Linked DNA regions of Hordeum vulgare: region 1 is linked to region 2. The links are chromatin contacts, called in public Hi-C maps. All regions are on one chromosome and are shown on one strand. The core of a region is the stretch at or near the end of the contact, and the rest is flanking DNA. Distances in the headings are between cores, read along the strand shown. Region 1 holds the start of LOC123452411 (heterogeneous nuclear ribonucleoprotein 1-like). Region 2 holds the start of LOC123397170 (ocs element-binding factor 1-like).

Evidence for each region. A called contact is a pair of places that touch in the nucleus more often than the background predicts.
Region 1: a Hi-C map of seedling shows a contact between it and region 2, with 2.6 times the contacts expected there. The contact joins the promoter of LOC123452411 here to the promoter of LOC123397170 in region 2. A contact is called at or near these places in 1 of 6 Hi-C or Micro-C datasets (seedling) and 1 of 1 datasets of contacts at active chromatin or transcription factors (embryo).

Annotation. Positions count from the first base shown.
Region 1 is chr5H:534,785,816-534,788,963 of MorexV3_pseudomolecules_assembly, forward strand. LOC123452411 (heterogeneous nuclear ribonucleoprotein 1-like) reads left to right here and starts at 1,757. Exons shown (of 3, transcript XM_045129061.1): 1 at 1,757-2,123; 2 at 2,692-3,148. The coding sequence starts at 1,890.
Region 2 is chr5H:534,535,048-534,538,603 of MorexV3_pseudomolecules_assembly, forward strand. It overlaps LOC123397170 (ocs element-binding factor 1-like), which reads right to left and starts at 1,705. Exons shown (of 1, transcript XM_045091821.1): 1 at 1,044-1,705. The coding sequence starts at 1,601. The coding sequence ends at 1,044.

The DNA.
Region 1 (3,148 bases), core at 507-3,006, 250 kb after region 2:
ATCTTTGTCCTCGCTATAGTTTGTCGAGCGCACGGTGGGTTTTACAACGGCGGCGAACGCCTCCTCCTCTATCTCGATCACCTCCTCCTCATCTTCCCCTTCCTCCTCCTCATCACCCTTTTCCTCCAAGTCATCACCAAACCCAAAGGGGTCGAGAGGAGGAGCCCCGATGTCCACCTCCGCGTCTTCAAGAAGCCCCATGAACGACGTCGGCGGGGCGGACATTTCGTCGAGCACCTCGTGCACGACGGGCGGAGGGGCGGCGGCGGGCGCGGGCGCGGGCGCCGACTTCTTCCGGGAGGTGGTATTCTTCACCTTCGGCCCCGCTGCCCCCTTCGGCCCAAGGGAGGGCTTCTTCTTCCGGCCCTTGGTGGCGGGCGGCTTCGGCGGGGCGAGGGAGGTGGCGGGCGGGACGACGGAGGCGGTGGCCGGGGCGGGCTGGGGGTGGATGACGTGCCGGCCAGCACGCCGCCTCTTGGCGCTGACGTGGGTGGCGGCCACCATCGATGCCACCTGCGCCTGGCTCGGGATGGCCGGCTGCTGGGCCGGCGCGGGCGTCACCGAGGCCAGGGCCGGGGGCGGGGCGACGGGCGGAGGGAGGAAGGAGGCGACCGATGCGAGGGAGGAGGCGGCCAGGGCGAGGGAGGAGGCAGGCGGGGCCTCCATGGCGTGCGGCGGCCGACGGCAGCGAGTAGGCGGGCGGTGGGAGGCGGGAGGCGGAGAAATTTCCCTCCCACGCATCGACCGGTAGGAATGCGGGCTGGGGATGGGTTCCCCTCTCCAATCCTCACTTTTAGAGATTGGGAGGGCAACCCGGGGTCCAATCCTCAAATTTTTTTAAGGATTTAGGGGTTCTATTCTTTGCCTTCTTTTCGTTTCAACCCGTAAAAAGCGGTTAATTTTGAGGATTTAAGGATTTAATGTCACTACTAGTGATACTCTAATGACAAGTGATAGAGCAGGCCTTATAAAGAGATCTCACTTTTACCACTGTAGCAGTATGGTACTGCCTCCGTTCCAAAATGAATGACTAAACAATAACTCAACTTTGCACTAAATTTAGTACAGAGTTGAGTCACTTTTGAGTCACTTATTTGGGATGAAGAGAGTACTAAACTTCTCAACAATTGTCGTACACTTACATGGACCATAGAGATTAATCAGAAATTATTATTTTATATGAGCCTAAATCCATCTATAATCTAACAAAATCGACCCTTAAAATTCAATAAAAGGGGTATTTTCAAAGTAAATTAGGGTAATATGGTTAGATTGTGATAAAACCAGCTCACCGAGATGCGATTCGTTGACTACGAAAACGCGTGTGATGACTATGCTAAAATAAATATTTGTTAGTTGGATAAATATTTGCTAGTTCGGACTTTCAGAGATCTTTTATGGTTAGGGATGTCCTGTGTGTTTACAATGGTGATTGTACATGTGTGGTGCCTGTGATCATTTGGGTTTGCAACGTTTTTTGAAAGACCAACTTACAGCGCTCCTTCCGTCAGACACATCGCGGGTCCCGTTTGTCAGGCAGCCAGAGTCGCCGAAATTCAGTCCAAGTCAAACATACAAGAGTCCACGCGTGATTCGCTCCAGTTTGCAGTTGTCCAGGCCGAGCACGAGACGAAACCTCGTCCAGTCCGCCTTCCCATCGCAGGTCCGCACGCAACAAGAAACAAACCAGTTCCAAATCTGGGCCGTCCAGTCCCCTCCGCAACTTCTTAAACCCCGGGCGAGCCCAACCGAACCCAAACAAACAACCCTAGCCTTCCTTCCGCCTCGCCCACGCGCGCCTCGCCTCCGCCGCTTTTCTCTCCGCCCCGCGGAAACAGACTCGCCGCCTCCCCTCCCCTCCCCTCCCATTGCCGCCCCCTCGCCTGCCGATGGCGCTGGAGACGCGGAAGCTGTACGTCGGCGGCCTCCCGCCGTCGGCGCAGCAGGACGAACTCAAAGACCACTTCAGCCGCTACGGCGACGTTCTTTGCGTCCGCGTCGTGCGGGACTGGGAGACTGGCCAAGGCCGTGGGTTTGCTTTCGTTGAGTTCGCAGATGAGGAGGGCGCGCGCGCCGCGCTTCAGGAGAAGGAGAAGGCCAATCACGTCTTTGGCGACCGCACGGTGAGTCACTTTTTTTCTTCTTCAAACCGCTCGATTGAATCTTTGGCCATGATTAAGTACGCTTGTTTAAGGGCTTTGAGATCGAGTGTACCCTACTTCCTATTTAATTTTCTGTAAGCTTATTGGATAACATCAATTCGGCTATTAGATTGAATTTATTCAGGTTAATGTTGTGTACCGTCACTTTTAACTGTGAAAGTAAGGGGTGCTTTTTTTAAAAAATTTCTACGAAGATTGTTGATGGTGTAGATAATCTGCAACTAGAGCTGCTTAAATTTCTTTTATGTATTTACACTGAAGTAAGATACACCTATTCAGATGTCCTTACAAAACTTTGTTACTTTCTTTTACTTTTCTTGGTTAGAATTGCCCCTAAATGCTCACTGTACAAATAAGGAAGTTCTATTTGATATTTATTTAGTTTAATGTTATGCTTCTTTAGATCATTTGGGGTGTTTCTATTGTATTTTTTGCAAAAGGGTTCACTATTATTTTCTAGTTTAGTTTTATTAAAAATATTTTTGTTTCTTACTTTTGAATTATGTCGTTTGATTGTTTATTTGGATAGGTGGATGTTAAGCGAGCTCGAACCAGGCCAATGCGGTATCAAAATGAGCAACCATTCTACCAGCGCCCTTCACATCAGAGCCCAATGCAAAGCCCAATTCACAACCAGTGGTACACACAATCTTCTAGTAACAATTCATATGCTGGTAATGGTCATAGAAGCAATGATGCAAAGAAAGTCTTTGTTGGTGGGCTAAGAGGTAACATTACTAAAGAGCACCTCCAGAGCTATTTTGAGAAGTTTGGAAACATAACAGATGTTGTCGTGATACGTGAGGGGGGTACTCAAAGATCACGAGGTTTTGGATTCATTACATTTGATTCTGATGAGGCTATGTCAAAGGTGTTGGAAAGTAAATACCATGATTTGAATGGAACAAAAGTTGAAACTAAGGTTGCCATTCCTAAGGATCATAGTTACTACCAGGAAAGACAACAATATAGTCCAATGACATGGG
Region 2 (3,556 bases), core at 455-2,954:
GTTGCTCTACTTATTCGATTCAAGGCTGCTAGGCCCGTTGCTAGCCAGTCGACCACCTTTGCTTAGTAAGGTGGTGTTTCTTTACCCAGTGACTAGACTAAAAAGTCCCTTTTAGTTCCTAGGTAAAGAAACAGGATGGACTTTTCCTTAAGGGACTACAAAAAGACTCTTTTGGATGGACTTTTTTCTTTAGTCCCTGGAACTAAAAAAAAGTCTAGTCCCTTGAAAAGAAACACGACCTAAGTCAGTGACCCGTCTCTGTCAAATTCTATCACTACGGTCTATTATTTGTTTTCACTAAAGCGGAGCGGCTCGCGTTACACCATGGCCCGGCAGGATATCCGATAGAAAAGAGGGCGCGCATCTTTTCCGCTTGGCCTAAAGGCTCTCACGACAGTCGACAAGAGACGGCGTAGTGTCATGCACCGTTAAATAATAACGCAGAGTAAAAACAGAGAGACCGGGTATGTCGACCTGCGGCATGTCGACGGCCATTTTAGGCACAGTGAATCTGCACGTACGCTGAGCGGTGAATCAGCCGGATAAAAATGAGGCAGTGCATCTCTTCCGTTCGCCCTAAACCTAAAGGCTCTCACGACAGTCACGGAGACGGAGTCACCGTTAAATAACGCAGAGTAAAAACAGAACAGAGAGACCTGTGCGTCAACCTGCGCAGAGGTCGAGGACCATTTTGGTCACACGGTAAATCTGCACGTAAGATGAGCGGTGAATCAGTCGGACTCTTCACGTACGGCGCCAAAGCGGCAGTAATTTTCCATTTAGTAATTTACATCAGCTGACGATCCATTCATCCATGTAGTACTTAATTATATATGCAGCCTACACGTCAAGTAAAAGCACGGGTCCCTAGCATGGCATGCAGCTGCTTAAAGCACCAGTAGTGCTCCCGGTTCGTTCACGCACGTAGTACTCTCGTCGTCGTCGTCGCCGTCGCCATCCGTTCCAAAACTTTCACACGTGATGTGACTCCGTCCACCGTGGTCATTGGTCGTGACCACCCGCACCATCCTTCCATTTCCATCCTAGTAGGTCATCAGGGAAGCCAGCCCCGTCGCTGCGGCCGGCGGCAAGGCGGCTCCTCCCGGCCCGCCGCCAGCGCCCGGCTGCGGGCGACGCGACCGGAGCTGCAGCGTGAGCCGCTGCAGCGCGAGTAGGTAGCCGAGCCGGCGCTTGAGCGCGGCCTCCTCGGTGCGGAGCCGCGCGTTCTGGCGGCGCACGGCGAGCTCGTGCCGCGCCACGGCGTGCAGCTTGGCGGCCAGCTCGCGCTTCTCGGCGCGGAAGCGAGCCACCGTCCCGCGGAGCTCCTCGAGGCGCTGCTGCTTGCGCGCCCGCGACCGCTGCGCCGACAGCCGGTTCGACACCTTCCGGCGCTGCCGCCGCCGGCGCTCCTCCTCGTCCTCCACCAGGCCGTGGCCCTGGTCCGCGGCGGCCCCGCCGGACGAGCTGGGGGACGACGTGGTGGACGACGCCGCCATGAGCTCCTCGAGGGTGGGGCACGTGTCGGCCTCCCACGGGGTGAAGCCGAACCCGGACGTCATCGCGTCCATGTCAAGGCCGATCGCCTCCTGCAGGGACAGCATTTTCTTTCTTTCTTTCTCCTGCCACTAGCAGCAGCAACAACAACCACAAGGAACGGAAGAAGGACGCAGCCGTAATTCCGGGAATCTAGGGGGGCTCGAGAGAGGGATCGGGGAAAAGGGAAGAAGCGATGAGGAAACTGGCGCTATTTATAGACCCCGGAGCGGGCCGAGCCGGGCCGTCGGGGGTGGCCCGCCACCAGGAGGCGGGCCCTGCACTTACGTGAGGCTTCTCCTTCCTTCGCCCCGGTGGCTATCTTTGCCGCCTTTTTCTTCCTGGCGGGTAAAGATTCTACGGCCGCGACAGTATATCCAATCCCCGGGCGGGCCCGCGTAGACTTGCCCACGTGCTCCCATCTTTCCCGCACGGACGGCGCCGATGAGCCCAACGGCGTATATGGACGGTGGATCGCTCGTCCAACCCCGTGCGGGCCCACGTGGCGCTCGTCCTCCTTTTGCGTGGGTGCTCGGTTGGTGCAACGTGGGCGCGGGCCCGCGTAGGTCCGGGTAGGGTGGGGGTGGGGTGGGCGTTTTAGTTAGCTTAATCGCGAAGTAATGGCCGCGAGATGCTGGGCATCGATGGCTGGGGTGCAACTGCAACTGCATGCAGGTGCCCGCGCAGCTGTGGGGACGTCCCATTGGGCGCCGCGCCGTGCCGTAGGGCGCAGGCCACTGCTCGCGGGGGCCAGCCGTCGCCGACGTGGCGCCCCGGGATCTCATTCGGGGCTGGGCGACGCGCCACGTTAGCACGATCAACAGCGCGGGAAGGACAGGAGTTTGTCTTGCACGTAGCTAGCTCTAGGTGACTACGTCTACGTGCTGTCACGATGCCACTCACACGTCTCCAGCTGAGTGGGTTACACCGCGACGATGCGTCACGTGGTGAATACGTACGTAGGCAATGGATGGACGGATGAATCTTTAAATCGTCCCACAGGTTATGTACACGTATGTACGCGTGGTACTTGGAGGCTATACGTGTGTGGTGGCCGGTAAAGTCGGACGAAAGCTGCATGGACAATGGCCTGACCTCAGCGAGCCGCTCAAAGCTGGTTAAAGATGGAGGTGTGTGTGTGCGCGCGCGTGACGGAACGCGATCGATCGGTACATATGTACTACAATCACACGTCGCCGATCGAGCAAACGTACGTACGGTTCGGTAGTGTGTTCTAGCAGCATGTGCGGGTGCAACGATTGGTTCGTTCCGGATGCGTGGCGAGCGAGCCGCGGCACTTTGAATTAGGCGCAAGGGTTTCTCCACGTTTCGTTATGTCTACTTGCGTCCGATCGATCACGTACTCGTATTTGCCAAATGCGCGTGACATCTATAGGTCCTAGTAGTTTCCTTGCACACAGATGTGATCTTTAGTTACGGTGGATGTTGAAAGTCAGGGCTCTCGATCAATGATCGTTTGTAAATGATTAGCAACCCTTGCTAAGGGAACAAATTTATGATGTGTATAGTACAGTTCAATCAACCACTGTCCACTTAGGGAATAAATTGTAGTGCCATCACCAAAAAATTCCAAATTAGATAAAACCATACAAGCAAATAATACACAAATTGACTCGTATTGTACAACAATGTTGATATACAGGAAATTATTATAACTTTGGAGACTCCGGACTGCAGACTTAGGTTGTGCGTTGCGGCAGGGGCGTCTGACATGAGTTTTTGTAGGGGAACACATCTCTTGAGCTGAGAAGCAACCGAGTTGATGCGTGAAGATGGGCTAGTTCGTTGTTGCACTGTGCGTGACGATGACCCTAATTCTAACCAAGGCACGGACCCCTCCGGCACAACGTACGTAGCTTCACCGCTTCAGTGACAACATGTTGTTATTCTCAAGTACTTCAAGTACATGCATGCACATATAATTAGGCAACTCCCAATGCTCCACCTTTTACAGATGTTAAGGCTGTCACATAGACAAAAAATCTGATATAACAAGCTAATT